Regions from separate parts of the Canis lupus genome. Here region 1 is linked to region 2. The links are chromatin contacts, called in public Hi-C maps. All regions are on one chromosome and are shown on one strand. The core of a region is the stretch at or near the end of the contact, and the rest is flanking DNA. Distances in the headings are between cores, read along the strand shown.

Evidence for each region. Hi-C and Micro-C count contacts between places; a contact is called where the count stands out from the background.
Region 1: a Hi-C map of blood shows a contact between it and region 2, with 3 times the contacts expected there. The contact joins the promoter of CD58 here to the enhancer-like site in region 2. A contact is called at or near these places in 3 of 9 Hi-C or Micro-C datasets (amygdala, blood and liver).

The regions. Positions count from the first base shown.
Region 1 is chr17:54,536,712-54,540,964 of UU_Cfam_GSD_1.0, forward strand. It overlaps CD58 (lymphocyte function-associated antigen 3), which reads right to left and starts at 1,895. Exons shown (of 6, transcript XM_038561872.1): 1 at 1,737-1,895. The coding sequence starts at 1,806. It overlaps LOC119869734 (a long non-coding RNA gene), which reads left to right and starts at 2,824. Exons shown (of 3, transcript XR_005372635.1): 1 at 2,824-3,204; 2 at 3,295-3,492.
Region 2 is chr17:54,497,661-54,501,914 of UU_Cfam_GSD_1.0, forward strand. It overlaps CD58 (lymphocyte function-associated antigen 3), which reads right to left. Exons shown (of 6, transcript XM_038561872.1): 6 at 1-3,462. The coding sequence ends at 3,453. Among named protein-coding and RNA genes, the nearest start is that of CD58, 39 kb to the right of the region's middle. Within about 2 kb of position 2,656, at least 2 of the 20 cell types and tissues checked have an H3K27ac peak or open chromatin away from gene starts, as enhancers often do. A contact at or near this core is called in blood, where this site is marked.

The sequences.
Region 1 (4,253 bases), core at 645-3,144, 38 kb after region 2:
CCCAACACATAGTTGACAATCAGTAAGAACGTGTTTGTGACTGATGTTCACACTCTAGGAAGTACACACTATTATTACCCTTCTTCACCAGTGAGTGGTACTCTCTCTCTTCCGAGACAAGCCAGGCTCACAGAACTTTCCACCGGCATAGGAAAGCCTCAGAGCTCTCTGGGTCCTGTGATGGCATCCGGGCCTCCAATTACTCTCAGCTGCACCCTTTCCTCTGTACTGCTGCCAGATTATTCCTCCTCAATGCACGGTTCTGATTCTGTGAGGCCCAGAAAGAATTCTCTGCCTGCAGAAGATAATCGACACTCCCAATGGGGCTTGGATCAGGGCTCTGCCGTGGGGCCTCCAGCTCCTATGGGCACATTTATGCTCCAGTGACATTGGAGACCCTGGGACTGGGACTCTTCACTGCCCAGGTTCACCTTGTACATGCTGCTTCCCTTTTCCCCACATCATGGCACGCCCACACCGCCACCCATCCTCAGAGGACAGGTTCAAATATCCTTCCTTCCGTGGAATCTCTGCTTTACAAGAAATACTTGACTTCACAAAAGACCTTGGTCCCCTCCCTGTGCACGACCATCGCATTTTATGCTCAGCGTGACTTCCATTTACTTCTGTGCCTTGTACTGTAGGCACTTGTGCTATCTCTGCACCCCAACCCGCTAGGCTGTCCTCCGCAGACGCGGGTCCACAGCACTCCACGGAAGCTGAGGCAGAAATGAGGATGCAAGGTTGATCTGTAGCATGTGCAAGGCGGGCCCCAACAGGAAACCCTCAAGGAAAGAAGAAGTAGTGAAGGGTTTAGTACTGTGCTCCCTCCAAGAGTTTGGCTGTGACTCCGTGTGCAGGGCTTTGCGGGGGGGGGGGGGGGGAGGCAAAAAGGGAGACGGGCACAAGGAGTGGGAAAAGGATGAACTCCGTTCTAGACACGTGGAGTTCTTTGACGTTTTCAAGGGAGGGCAAAGGAGCACCAGCCGCCCCGCTCAGGACCCCGGAAAGATTCAGACATTTCCCTCGGCGGCTCGCTGACCCAGGCCGGGTTCTCGGCCCGCAGGAGCGGCGCAGGGGCGGGCGCGGCTGGGGCGCGGGGGGCACGGGGGGGGAAGGGGGGCGGGCGGAGCAGGGCGGCGGGGGTCACGGGGGGGGACGGGGGGTGACGGGGGCGCGGCGGGGCCCCGGCACCAGGCTGCAGCCGCGCTCCTGCGCCCTCCTCCGCTCGGGGCGCGCCGCGGATAAGCCGCGTCCTTGCGCAGGTGCGACCCGGGGCCGGGGCCGGGGCCGGTCCTGGGAGAGCTCAGCCCCGCGGAAGCAGTGAAAGGGCCGTCCGAGGGCTCGGCGACGGTCCCCTGGGGCTGGCGGGGCGGGGGGAACCACGAGCGACCTAGAGTCCCTGGAACGTCAGCCAGGGCACACCCTTCCGGAGGAACCCCGAGCGGGCACGACGGGGGTGTCGGGCCCGGCCCCGGAGCGCAGTCCCGCCCCTCCTCCCAACGAAGATTCGCGTGCCTAAGGTCAGAGTGGCTTCCTGGCGGCCCACGGGAGACTGAAGCGACGAGTCGGCCGGACGAGGTCCCGCCTCGCCCCGCGGGCTGCGTTCCTGGTCTCCAGTCCCCCTGAGCCGCCTCGACTCGGGGCGTCCGCCGGCCGCGGAGCCCCGAGGCCACCGACACCCCCAGCGCGGTCCCGGCCCCGGCCCCGGCGAGCCCGGGAAGGCCTCCACTCACCGAACTGGAGCAGCAGGCACATCGCGCAGAGCACCCCCGCCGCCGCGCCCCGCGCTCTCCCTGCGGCCATGGCGCGGCCGGCAGGCCTCCCGGCAGGACTCAGCCCGGACGATGGGTTCCCGGGTGGCCGGGGCCTCAAACCCGGGCCCCGCCCCGGACTCCGCCCCGCCCCGCCCCCGCCCCGCCCCCGCCCCGCCCGGCCCCGCGCCGGGCCCGAGCCTCGGCCCCCGCCCCCGCCCCCGCCCCGGGTCTTGCCCCCCGCCCCACCCCGGCCTCGGCTCCCGTCCCGGCCCCCCGCCCCGGGCCCGGCCCCCTGCCCCGCCCCCGCCCCCGGCCTCGGGCCCCGCCCCGCTGCGCCCCCGCTGCGCCCCCGCGCCTGCCTCCTCTCCCCGCGGTGCGGTCGCGCGCCCACCCGGACCCCAGAGTCGTTCCGCTGCCACCAGTCTGCTCTGCGGAGCTCCTCCTCCAAAGTGGCTTACGTTTTTATTTATCCATTTTTGGATTTTTAAATTTTGTTTATTTGACACAGAGAGAGAGCACAGGCAGGGGGAGTAGGAGAGGGCGAGCAGGCTCCACGCCAAGCAGGGAGCCCGACGCGGGGCTCGACCCCAGAACCCCAGGATCACGACCTGCTGAAGGCAGACGCTTAACCGCGCCCCGTGGCTTATCTCGGTGCCTCGCGCTCCTCCGGCACTTTCCCTGGACGTTGGGACGTGACGGAGGCCTCGGTAGCCCGGGATGCCGCGCTCACCGCCCCCGCGAAGCTGGCCCCCAGGTGCCAGGGGAACTGCGCAGGCACCGAGGGGCTGCCAAGGCTTCCTGCAGCGCTTGGAGCAACGGCCGCAGCCGCCGGCCCCCCGCCCCGCCCCGCCCCGCCCCGCCCCCCGGAGTCGCCTTCTCCTGCCAGTCACCGTCCTGGGGGAGTAGAACGAAAGCACAGGGCATTGGGGGCAACTGCTACAACGTGCCTGATTACCTGGTGCAGCCGGCCCCGCCCGTGTCACTCCGGTCCAGGCCACATTTTCCTTAAGCCTGCCCCCCCCCCGACCCCCCCAACACTACCTTCCCCAGAGCTGGGGGTCCTAGCCTTGGGTTTCTCCCTTCTCAATTTCCTCTTTGTTTTCCTCTTCCTCCAACTCAGCTGTGGGCTTTCCTTTACGCTGAGAAGTCGGTCCAGTCGCTCCGCACCGTTGGGCCTCCCCCCAGAACCCCCCACCTCAGCTGCAACAGGCACCTGGACACACCATCCTAGTGCTTAATCTTCTTAAAAAAAAAAAAAAAAAAAAGGTTTTATTTACTTATTAGAGAAAGAGCATGAGCCGCGGAAGGGGCAGAGAGAGAAGTAGACTCCCCGCCGAGCAGGGAGCCAGAATGTGGGGCTCCAGCCCAGGACTCGGGGATCTTGACCTGGGCCCACCTCAGACGTTTAACCCACCGAACCACCCAGGCGCCCCCTAGCCTAGTGGTGGTAAGAATTCTTGATTGGCTTGTCTGTCAAATTTGTCAAAGAACTCCCAGAACCAGCTCCCCACATGCCTTCCCGTCTGTCCCCTTTCAGAGAGAAGCACGACTTGCTCCTGCCCAGCTGTGGGAGGGAAGGGAACTCTGAAGCTCTTCCAGTGAACAGGATATCCTGCTGTCCTAATAAACACCAACCTGTCAGTTGTGAAACAGGGGAAATTGCCATATTGTTGCTGTCATCTCCATCATCCTCAAGCCAGGATCCCCAAACTACTCAAGACATCTGAACTATACTGTAAGGATTCATTAGTTCTTAAGTCAGCCAAAAAAATCTTAAGTTATCTAGGGGCGCCTAGAGCACACAACTCTTGATCTCAGCTCAGGTCTTGATGCAGCACTGTTGAGTTCAAGCCCTGTGTTGGGCTCCATGCTGGGTGTGGAGCCTACCAAAAATAAATAAATAAATAAATAAATAAATAAATAAATAAATAAATAAATAAATAAATAACCATAAATCCTAAAGGTATCTCTATCAGTGAAATGTGGGGGACAAACGTCATGTACCATGAAGTATCCTACCTTAAAACATCCCTACCATCTGTAGATACTGGAACGTGAGGCAGGTGCGGTGTATAGCACAAAATGGGAGAAAATCAAGTTTCTGCTCTGCCATGGGCTAGTAGGAACTCAGGCCAACTGAGAAAGTTAGGATAGGGTCAAACTTTTAGACACTAGAGTGCCCCTGAATATTTTTAAACTGAGAAGTGATGTAACAGCAAACGTATGCTGAGCACTTACTAAGCCAGGCCTTGCATTAAGTGCATTACCCCCAATTAATTTAATCTTCTTGCTGTCTCTAAATTCACAAATGAGAAAACAGACACTCAGAGAAGATGCGTGACTTGCCCAAGGACACATAGTAAGGAGCAAAACTGGGAGTCCAACTAAAGCTACATCCAAAGCACGACTCTTACCCCGTCATACAGAACAGGATGCAACTTTCAGATAGGCAACCATGCTGTCGTTTGGACCAGCCAGCAGGAGCGGTCAACCATC
Region 2 (4,254 bases), core at 1,406-3,905:
CCTGAGTTCAAGACCTGAGCTGAAATCAAGAGTCAGACACTTAACCAATTGAGCCACCCAGGCACCCTCAGACCGTCAATACTTTTTATACTGACAACTATCCCATCGTATGGATATGCCACATTTATCTTTTCAAAAGTCGATGGACATGTAGATTTTGTGAATCATGAACTGTGAACATTCACATGCAAGTTTTTGTGTGGAATGTTTTCATTTCTCTTGAGTACATAGCAAGGAGTAGAATAGTTGGGTCATATGGTTATAATCCTTAGTTCTTTGTATATATTTCCATTTTAGGACTGAGTGCACTCAACAGAAGCATCCATAAATCTGTTTGCCTCCCACATACCCCATAGAACCTAGTGCCTACAAAGTGCTCAGTATGTAGTAGGTGCTCCACTGAGTCAAATGCTGCTTACAAGCAGGGCAAGAAGAGGCTAGAGAACTATCCACCAGATACCACAGTGTGTGTGTGTGTGTGTGTGTGTGTGTGTAGTATCACTGGTAATCTTGCAAGCAGTGGTGTGTGTGTGTGTGTGAGTGAGAGAGAGAGAGCCTGATGGAGGCAGGTTCAAGAAAGAATAAGAGAGGACTAAGAAAAAAAAAGTACAGATCATTTCTTTTGAGAAACTTTTCCGTTAAAGACAGTAGAAAACTGAGACAAGAGCTAGGCAGGGAAGTGATTCAAGAATATTTTGGTTTTTTGAAGATATGAGAAATGACAGTATGTTTGTATGAGGTAGCAGAAAGGTCAATGCTGATGATGCAGGAGAGAGGTGGACAAGGAGGGTGATGTCCTGAAGTAGATGAGGGCAGGTGGGATCCTGCGCATGAGCAGTGTTATAGGCAGAAATTTCGTCCTAAGACTCATATGTTGAGACCCTAACCCCAGTGTGACTCTATTTGGAGAAAGGACCTGGGAGGAGGTGACAGAGGTTCAATGAGGTCATAGGGGTAGAAACCTGCTCTGATAGAGCTGCTGCCCTGAGAAGAAGAGGAGACACCAGGACTCTTCTCCCAGCTGTGAGGACACGGTGAGAAGGCAGCCACCTGCAAGCTGGGAAGAGAGCCCTCACCAGGAGCCGAAGCAGCCAGCACCTTGATCTTGGACTTTCCAGCCTCTAGGACTGTGAGAAAAGAAGTTACTGCCTTTTAGGTCACCCCGTCTATGGTAGTTTGTCACGGAGGCCCCAGCAGACTAAGACAAGGGGAGACACTGGTTTTGGGAGGAACATGGAAGGTTCATGCTCAGTCATGAGAGGGGAGGCAAAGAACATGGTTGGCAATGCTGCTGGGTGTGTGGACATGTGGTGGGAGGTTCTTCTAGATGCTTTTGTTTTCGGTGACAGAGGAGGCGAGGGGAGTAGCCAAGCACGAGGACCTAGGGCTGCAAGTCTAGGAAGGGAGATGAGGAGACAGTGAGCAGGCCAGGGTGATGCAATAAGGCCAACTGGGAGCCACTGGGAACCCCTCAGGGGTCTGTGGTCCCTAAGATGACACTCCTCAGCCCTGTGCTGTCCTGCCTGTGCAGCAGCTCAGGTATGAGGAGGGAACCAGCAGAGGTGACTCCACCCACGGTTGGGATCTGGCCAAGTGAGGACAAGCAGGAGGGTAAAAGAGTGAAGGTAGCAGAGTCCCTCTCATGATGAACAGGGAGACCCCGCTTGGTTCGGGAAATGAGAAGTCCCAGTGTCTGTGGGCCGGTGAGAGGCAGTGGGGTCACTGGCTTGCAGGACCTGGTGGGGCTGCAGGGTCTGTGGAGTGGGGCCCTCACAAAGAGACACACAAGACAGAGTGGAGCGGGATGCTTGTAATGGAGACTGTGAGGGGCTGCGGGCATTGGTGGTGGAAGGTCAGGGGCAAGACCAGGGCGGTGGCTGCTGGGAAGGGAGGAGGACAAGGTGCTTGCGGCAGGCCATGCCCAGGCCCTGGTTTGGAGGTTCTGAAAGCACACTCAGTTTCTGAAGGCTGGAGTATTAGGAAAGAGTGTTCTGGACCTAGTGCTAAAATCTCCACAGGCTAAGGAGTAATAAAAAAATCAAGAAAAGGGGGACATTTGATGCTGGTGATCGGTTGGTTTGCCCATTGGAAATAAGGATGGAGGCATGGACTCGAAGCAGGCAGAAGCCAGCAGGGCACTGGCCCGCACTCTTGCCCAGTGTCCCAGGGGTACAGGAGAGAAAGCTGCGGGCCCTAGACAGGGCCTCAGGAAGCAGCACCCCTGGGGAGGTCAGGTTTCAGTGAGTACAGAAAGGTGAAGGGAACATGCATAGCAGAGAACACAAGGAATTTTGCTGTTGCTGGAGGGGCTGAAAAGGGCCTTTCAGAGCATATAGCGATGAAGCCTATATACTGGAAGGTAAAGGATGTGCTGGGAGTCCCCACAGGGCCTGGAATGAAGGGTTTCACAAGATCAGCCCGATACAAACTTTGATTGGAAGCTTTGCTGGCCAGAGGTGGGAGAACTACAGAGAAGTAGGGGTCCTCCCAGGAGTACTCAGGGCTCCCAGGTCCCCACCTCATTCTTGCTGAAAGTTGTAGGGGACCCAGATAGAGCTGTTCCATGGGGCTCCTTTCAATGCACTTTGCCTTAGTGTAAAAAAGCGATGTTTCCTCTTTTAGGCAGAAGACTCTTATGTGACAGGAGTTCCAGGGGTGGTGTGAGTTCAGGAGCTTAAGGCCTAGCATGTTGGCACATACGACGGCTACCCGAGGGCCAGCCAGGGCCATCCACTTCCTCATTCAAGTCTGCTGTTCTGCATTTATATGGGATTTCGCAGTTTTTAAGAGTTCTCTGCTGTCTCCCTGCCCATGTGACAACTAACACCAGATACTGAGTGAGTTGGGAGATCTTAATGAGACAAGCCTCCTCATGTTTAGATGGTGGTGGTCTGGTCTCAGCAAAATAAACCAGAGACCCATGTGTTCTTGCCTTCAGTCAAAAGCCACGGACCCAGCACATGGCAAGTATCTTGCCCATCTCCTCTCTCACTCCACTGCCAATTCTGCAATGAACCTTTTCCCTCTAAAACAAAAGGGAAGTGGAAGACAGATTTTAGGAAAAAGCCTTTACCTTCTGAGGTATGTGATCATATTTTTCTGACCTAAGAGGAAAAGAAAATGCCAAACTACCTACTGCTTATGTACATATTTACACCAAGTTACATATATTTACAACTTTATATGCAATATAAAATTTGTAGTAAAAAATTTCAAGATAAAAGTCACTTATAGTATCTAGTCATAGACTGTAAGAGGCATAGAATAGATACTGATGCTGGCTGTTGGGTGATATTGCTTCCAAAACAGAATATTCTGATGAGGGACCACTTCAGGATTAAATTTCCAAAATTCCCTTGAAGATGATGTAATACTTGAATGGTTAATCAGATGGCTTTCCATTCCGTTATTTAAATAACTTAGTAACTATACATTTCATCTTGTAGTACCGGTCAGCTGGAGCTATAAAAAAAAAAAAAAAAAAGGTCTCATGTTAGTAACTCGTAAGATGCAGACCAAGAGTAGTTACCCTCCTACCGTAATGTGAGTAGCCCTTTTACCATAAACCCATCAAAACCAAGGGTTCAGAAGGCCTGGATGGCTCAGTGGTTGAGTGTCTGCCTTCCGCTCAGGGCATGATCCCAGAGTCCTGGGATCTAGTCCCACATGGGAGCCTGCTTCTCCCTCTGCCTGTGTCTCTACCTCTCTGTCTGCGTCTCTCATGAATAAATAAAAAAAAAACAAAACAAAAAAACAAACTAAACCAAGGGCTCTGGGGAGTGGAGATGGAGGGAAACCAGTCTTAGGGCCTCCTGGGATGGTGGCTAGAAGTCTACAGGAAGTACTACCTTCAGCGCTAAGCACTCATCCTAAGCCCCATCTCCTCCAACCAACTCAGTCTTTGGTTGAATTTAGCTTTGGTTCAATTTAGCTTTTCAGAACCTTTGGTCCAATTTAGCTTTTAAGAACCTTCCTGCTCAAGAACCTACAATGGCTTTGGGTGTCATGGAAATTTCCAAAGAACACAGCTGAGCCTTCAGAACCTAGAGTTCCCAAATTGCCTATACTCCACTGGTGACCAGAGATCATAAAGACTCTAGTGCTTACCCTTTATGATCTCTGGTTACAAGTCTTCCTTGATAGGAATCTCACAGAACATGGAAATGGGTGCTGTGAATTTTTTGAGGGGGATGAAGTGAGAGGTGCTCTGTCAACATGTCTGGGCAGGCTCAGGGCTCCTTAGAGCAGCACAGT